Regions from separate parts of the Macaca mulatta genome. Here region 1 is linked to region 2. The links are chromatin contacts, called in public Hi-C maps. All regions are on one chromosome and are shown on one strand. The core of a region is the stretch at or near the end of the contact, and the rest is flanking DNA. Distances in the headings are between cores, read along the strand shown. Region 1 holds the start of CORO1C (coronin 1C). Region 2 overlaps CORO1C (coronin 1C).

Region 1 (3,465 bases), core at 3-2,502, 68 kb before region 2:
CTAAGAGAGAATTTGCTGTGATAGCTGTCTTAGTTCAGGTCGAGCCTGATTTAAATAACACACGTTTCTGAGGCCGACGCTTAAAATAAAAAAAATCCCCCTGTGAATGGCAAAGATGTCTTGTTTGGGAAACAAGTAGCCCTACCCCTCAGTCAATTCGGTTCCCCAGGCTCTGTTTTCTCAAATCTCGGTATTTCAGAGCTTAGTATTTCAGAAACGGATTTTGGCTATTAACAGGACAATTTCTTCATGCTAAAGATTAGGGAACTCTGGCCCAGAGAGGTAAGAGAACTATCCCAGGTCACACAGTCTGACGGCAGCAGAGCTGAGGCTCAAATTCCTGTGCTCCGACTTTCAGGCCCGGGCCGCCGAGTTATTAAGGGACTCCGGCCAGGGAAAGGAAGGGAGGAACCCTGAAGTTTCCATTCCCTCACCTGCGAAATGGGGTCAATCACGGGCCCTCTTTGGTGTTACGTGGGTGTGGCCCAGCCCAGGGGCGGACACCCTGCACTAGGAATGTGACAATGGACGGTTCAGGGAGGGCTGGAACTTCGGCAGTCCTCAGGGGAGGTGGTGGGAGTGTGTGACGGAGCCAGGGCGGAGCCTCGGGGGCCAGAGGCGTGGATTCGCGAATTCGGGGCGGGGCTTGAGGTTTAAACGTTGAGATCGGGCAGTGGGCGGGGCTTGAGATGCTAGGAATAGGGTTGCAGTCCTTGGGCGGGGCTTCTGGAAGACGGGGCGGGGCTTTGTGAGGCTGCTGGGCGAGTTCTGAAGCAGTGGGAGGGCAGCCGGGCTTAGGGAACCAGGAGGCTGCTTTAAGGACTTGGATAGGCAGTGCGCGGGGCTCAGAAGAGCTAATGTTCCTGTATTAAGGGATTCTGGGGGAATCTTTGAGGAGCTAGGGGACGTGGCCTCGCAGAGCCTAGCGGGTCAGTGAGCGGGGCTCTAACAACCCGGCTCCGGGGTCTAAGGAGCAGTGGGCGTGGCTCAGAGGCGCCTGTGGGCGTGGCCCTCTGGCCACTCAGATGACTGGAGAGCTGGGCGTGCGCTTGGGCACCGTCTGCATCCCTCGGCACGACCAGAGGGGGCGTAGCAAGGCGTGGAACGTGGGGTGGGAAGCGGGCTTCCCCTCCCGGAAATGGGCGTGGCGTGCCGCAGCCCGGCAGCCCTGGTTGGGCCCCGCGCGGTGCGGGGGCGGGGCCTACACGCGGTGGCGGGGGCGGGGGCGGCTGCCCGCGCCCCTCCCCCTCACAGCGCTCAGTGCCAGGCGGGAGGCGGCAGCGGTTGGAGGCTTCGCCCTGCTTTGCAGCAGGGACTTCGGCGGCGGCGCCTCAGGCACCTCGGCCCGGGTGAGCGGCGCGCGCCCGACGGGGCAGCCTGAGAGCGAGTCGGGCGGGCGGACCTGTCCTCTGAGCCTGTGCCTGCGCGGGCTGACAGGAGCCGGCGGGGCGAGGGGCAGGGCTGGGTGGAGGGGACAGGGCTGGGTGGGCGTGCGGGGCGCGGGTTCACGGGCTGGGGTGCAAGGGGTTAGGCTGGGGGCTGCTGTCGGGGGCTCGGGGAAACGGAGTTGGGGACCGAACCAGGTGGCGTGGGAAGCGTGAAGCAGGGTCCCTGTGGGGAGGAGGCTTTCGAGGTCCGGAACGCTCCTAGCCGGGTGCGGAGCCGCCGGCCGAGGTGGGACGCGGCTGCCCAGGGAAGGCTTTTAGGGGTCAGGGATCGCCTGCTCGGGAGAGGTGCTGGGAGGGAAGGGCTGCTCCGGGCGAGGCGCAGAGCCCTGGGGCTTCAGGCCTGGGGACTGGGTTTGGGCCGCCCCAGGGAGCGAGTGGGTGGGGGCGGGCAGGGGCTGGGCTCACGTGGGGCCAAGGCGAGCTGGGCCCTGCGTCGGGAGGGGCGAGGGTGGCCGCCTGGCCTGCGGGTTTCCTGGCTTTGGGTGCGAGGCCAGCTCTGGGCCCTGCAGATCTCGGTTGGGGGTCAGGCAGGGCGGGGCAGGGCTGGAGCTGGAGTAATGTGGGTGGGGGCGGCTTGGGTAGAGGCTGAGCCTGGCCAAGGGAGCAGAGGGCTGGGACTGGCTGGGGGTTGGGAGGGGAGGAACGAAGCCGGAAGACTGTCGTCCGAGTGAACTGGGTGATTCAGAGGTGTGTTCCCCTAATAGCGGGGCAGCTGGCGAGGGACGCAGTAAAAGGGAGCGAGGTGCAGGTGGGGCCCCGCTGCGCCGAAATGATTGAGGATGAGGTCAGACGTGGAGGGTGGGAATGCAGAAACCGAGCTCTCCCGCCTGTCCCCACCGGCGCACGCTCCCCAGCTCTCCGTCTCTCAAATGATTTGAATGTGTGGGGGGAAGTGGCAGGCTGCGGTGAGAGCCGAGAAGAAAGGGGCTTCCTCTTGGAGGGAGGCGCTGGCCCTGCCATCCTTTTTTGGGAGTGTTCAAAGAATTTTGAACGCTGGAAAAGGAATCGTAGGCTTTACTGCATCACGGTTTAGAAACACATCCTATATTTGGCCGTAATGTAGGCTGCCCTTGTTTTGTGGTGTCTGAAGTGCTTGCTCTAAATGTTGCAAACGTGGGATTCAGAGTGCGAAGCAAATTGCAAGTTGTTCATTTCCCCCGGCATAGTAAGATACAAAGGCTTTTCCCTCCTATAAGACATTTGAAAAGAATTGAATGTAGTGTGCGTTTAATAAACTGGTCTTGGGTGGCGAATATATTTACTCTTGGAAATAGTTATCACAAAATATTAGGCCCTCTTACCGCAGCCTTTCTGCCTGGAATTACATTCTAAAACAGTACTTGTAGGGCTCTTAGTCACTCTATATAATAATGCATCTCATTGTCCTTATCTGGCAGAACGTTCTCCTGACACCAGGGCCTGCTGGAATAGACAGAAACATGATTAAGTATAAGCAGTTGCTTTGTACCGTCTGTTCAGTTGTGAAGGCAAATAGATATCTGTTTAATATTAATTCACTTTCTGCATTCCCTGTAAAACTGAAGAAATGTGCAAAATCTATTTTGGACTTGGTTCTATACATTTCAGATGATTTAAGGAAACTAATATTTTTGGTTTGGAGGTATGTTTCACAGTCATAATGTTTGGCTATGAAGCATAATAGCAAACATTGGATCTGAGAAGTCGCGTAAATAAGTAGGGAAAAAAGTGAAATAAAACTGAGAATTGTGTTGTACCTTAGGTCTTGAAGTGCAGCGTTTTGTGGTGGAGGGTAGTCGTGTGTACTGAGGATCGAACAAAGATTTGGTATAAACGTCAGGAACACACGTTTTTGACAAATACAGAACCTATCTTGTCCATATTTATTTTGATTATTTGTGAAAGTTACATTAAAGCCTGATGAATTTTAATAGATACATATCGATGAAACATCACTGCACACAATATTGAATTTTTCGTGATCCTTTGTTACTTTGCCTGCAGATTGTGCTAATCAGCATTTATGTTTGTTTATGTA
Region 2 (3,879 bases), core at 771-3,270:
GTGCATGATTATATTTAGTTATCGTATCAGCACAGTAAGCCATGAGCATGGCCTATTTTACAACTTAGGAAACAGGCTCAGAGAGTGACAGTTTTGTCAAGGGTCACACAGCTGTTAAAAGGCCCAGCCAGACCCAGATCTGTCTAGCTCCAAAGAAAGCCCCATGCTCTTCTCCCTCATTGCAGTATTTCCTAGTAGGGTAGTGTTTTGGGGCATGCAAAATGTTTGAGCTCATTTAACCCTTCTAGTAACCCCTGAGTAAGCACAGCTGTCCCCAGTATCAAGGAAATTCAGGCTCCCGGAAGTGAAATCCCTCCTTAATGCTGACATGACCAATTAGTGTCCCAGCTCTGACAGGAGCCTGTGTCTTCTGACACCCAGACCAGCATCCCATATTACATACAAAAGGGCCAAACATGTACCAAGTGGTGCTTCTGTTTGTTGTTGTCCCTGAGCTGCAGGAACATCAGTCCAAACCTGCAAGCCGTCACCCGAAGTAGCAGACAACCCTGAAGAGGGCAGAGAGCCACATCATGACAGTCCTGTGAGCAGGGCCTGTGGGCGCCAGCCAGAGCACATGTATGCTGGTGTGGAAAGACCTGCAGACCGCCCCCAAGCCCCCAGCTCTTTCCACAGTCCACTGTAGAGAACACCATCCCCTCTTTACCAGTGGATGCAAGAATTCAATTGTCTTCTCGTTTCATATCAGAGACTTTTTCACTCAACTTTCTTCTCACATTGCAGTCCTTGTGCTTACAGTATTATTAGCTTTTTCACTCTGATGCTTTTTCCCTAGCAGCTCCTGAGCCAGCTTCTTTATGGCATTGTTTAAATGCTGCATGCACTTTTTAGAAAATTGTTCTACACATCTGTGTTTTTTATTTTGAGACTGGATATTCAATTTCTCCTTATTTTCTTCTCTACTTTCACCTAAGTCTTGTTCATCCTTAGAGGTCACCTCCTCAGGGAGCCCTCCTTGGTGAACCAAGCTTGCTTAGCAGGAAGCTTATTTCATAGTAGTGCGGTTGGCTTATGCCAGCACAGCACTGGTTGCACTGTATGGCTCCTAGTGAATATACAGGCAATAATAACAACTAACACCCAGTGTCTGCCTTACGCCAGGCATTCTTCTAAATGTGTCAGTTTCATGTCACCATGTTAGTCTTCAAATCGCCTCACAGAGGGCAGGTTCAATATTAAGTCCTGGAAAGGTTAGGTGAATGTCCCCAAGGTCACACCACTGATATGTGACTGAATCAGGAATTCAGTCACATCAGTCTGGCCAGAGCCCATCATCTCAGCCCTGCTGTGTACTGTCTCTGCATTCTGGAGGCACTATGTGTGTGTCTGGCTCTGTGCTGAGGGTTAATTCCTTAAATCTCTTAGCACACTTCTCAGGCATAGGTACTAATGTTTTCTCTATGCAGTGATGTTTGCCAGGATCATCACAGTAAGTAGCCCAGGCAGGATTTGAACCAGACTCTGCCTGACTCTGGTGCTCACTCTCTAACCCTCTGTATCACACCACTTGGATTTGTTGTCTTTGATTTTCAGTCTGATAGAAGTCTCTGCTTTCTGTTAGACCATCAACTTCTCAAGAGCAGGGCCTGTATTTAGTTACCCAGTACTAGATGGGTTACAAGAAAATTTATTGTAACTCATTAAACGTGTTACAAGAAAGAGTTAACCAAGGTAGTAAAATGGGTTAAGTGCTTGTCTTATGTGCATAAACCCAGCCGAGGGAACCATTAAACCAGCTGGAGGTGAGGTAAAGAAGGAACACACAAAGTTTCCTTATTTTAAAAATTAAATGTTTTGCTTCATCATTAAAATTTTCTTTTAATCCAGGAAAAGATGATGGGGAGAAGCTAGAGAAAGGAAAAGGTTGAGTCCCCATTATGAGCTCTGCTTCTGCCCTCATATTTTAAGGTTGGAAATGCTGATTATAACCAAAGCCTCCCATCACTCCACATCTCATTAGTGATTTGGAGAACGCACTGGCTGTGCTCAGAGTTAGACACAGAAGCGTTTTCAGTCCTTGCGAGGAAACCCAGCAGGCCATGGTTGGGGTGCCATCTGGAGATCGAAGGTGGTATTACCACTCTGTCAGTTCTAAGTGGGGTCACAGTGCATCTTGCAAAATGCATTTCCTGTTGAGTCACTAAAGTCCCATTTCATAATTGTTTTTCTGTCGACTTCATGCTTTGATCAAATTAATAGTCACTGTTTTCTGTGTGTTCTGTTCAAAATGTCAGTCCTGCTTTATATTCAAATAGTCAAGTTCAATGTGGAGTTGTTTCACTAATCATAAATTCTTGAACAAAAATAGTGCATATCAGGATGAAAGCTGACATGCAGTGCTGGAGGAGAGCAGATGCCCACATTCTCCACAGGGGAAAGAGGCCTGGGTCAAGGTCTGTTCCGCAGAGGATCCTTTTCCTTCTATGCTTGTTCACACCTGCCTTGCTTAAAATTTGCTGAATGATGGTGGGGCTTTGGGGAAATTAGGTGATGTTCTAAACTTGGGCCCTCAAAATGCAGGTTTATTTTTGCCATGATTTGCATAAGGGGTTATATTTAGTCTGGGCAGAATTGAGCTGTAAAAATGAACAAATCACTCAACTCATGACCTTTTCCCACTCTTCAGAATGGCAAACTTTTCTCATTTTTTTGCAGGACAGTTGAACTGAGCTGAACCCTAAACACTCATCCAGTCTAGATCTCTGCCTTCCACTAAGCAATTGAAAACAGACAATTGTTTGTCCCTTCTTTAAAGTTCCCACAAAGGAAAATTCTGTTTCTCACGTGTTCTAGTGTTGAACATGATTTTTCACTGACAAGTTCTTAAATTTTTCATGAGCTAGTTCCTCAAAATAATTTTCTGATGGTAAATTTACTTGTTTTAATCTTCATGTAGAAGATAATGATTTTAAACGTTAGCTTTTTCATAAGCTTAAATACTATTTAATATCTGGTCTTCTGTAGGGTTCTTGATGCTACTCAGCTTACCTGTAACTCAGCCCTTTTCTTAGAGGTTGTTTGTTTCTTAACCCTTTGAAACCTTTCTCTTCCATTGTTAAACGTAAAGTCTTTCATTCCTTCCACTCATACTTTCCCTGTCCCTTTCTCCCCCTGTGCCCAGGCATGTCCTCAGTTAAGATATGGCGAGTCTTCTGCATGTCTTCACCAGTCAAGAGGATTTTTTTAAGTCACAAGTTTTATTGAGATATAATTCACATATAATTCACTCATTTAAAATGTACAATTCACTGATTTTTAGAATATTCACAACCATCACCACAGGCAATTATAGAAAATTTTCATCACCTCAAATAGAAACCCAAATCCTTTAGCTATCACCCCTCTACCTGTCTCCCTCCACACTCCCCAACACTAAGCAACCACTATTCTACTTTCTGTCTTCATGGATTTGCCTCTGCTGGACATTTCACATACGTGGAATCCTGCAATATGCGGTCTTCTATGTCTGGCTGCTTTCACTTTGCACAATGTTTTTAGAGTTTGCTCATGTTGTAGCATGTATCAATACTTCATTCTTTTTTATGGCCAAATAATATTCCAGTGTATGAATATGTCACATTTTGTTTAGCCATTTATCAATAGATGGATATTTGGGTTGTTTCCACCTTTGGGCTGTTACAAATAATGCTTCCATGAACATTCTTGTACAAGTTTTTGCATGGACACATAGTTTCCATACTCTTGGGTATATCCCTAGGAGTGGAATTACTGGGTCATATGATAACTCTGTTTAATCATTTGAGGAACTGCCAAGCTGTTTTCCAAAGTCTGCCACCAAATGGTGGCTGTACCATTTTACATTCTCACCAGCCATGTACACAGGCTCTGATTTTTTCA

The links. A called contact is a pair of places that touch in the nucleus more often than the background predicts.
Region 1: a contact with region 2 is called in a Hi-C map of fetal cortex germinal zone, with 2.6 times the contacts expected there. The contact joins the promoter of CORO1C here to the enhancer-like site in region 2. A contact is called at or near these places in 4 of 14 Hi-C or Micro-C datasets (cortical neurons, fetal cortex germinal zone, fetal cortical plate and 1 more).

Annotation. Positions count from the first base shown.
Region 1 is chr11:115,866,742-115,870,206 of T2T-MMU8v2.0, reverse strand. It overlaps CORO1C (coronin 1C), which reads left to right and starts at 1,252. Exons shown (of 11, transcript NM_001265934.1): 1 at 1,252-1,349.
Region 2 is chr11:115,799,417-115,803,295 of T2T-MMU8v2.0, reverse strand. The region is part of intron 3 of CORO1C (coronin 1C); the gene reads left to right. Among named protein-coding and RNA genes, the nearest start is that of SELPLG, 31 kb to the right of the region's middle. Within about 2 kb of position 2,020, at least 5 of the 40 cell types and tissues checked have an H3K27ac peak or open chromatin away from gene starts, as enhancers often do. A contact at or near this core is called in fetal cortex germinal zone, where this site is marked.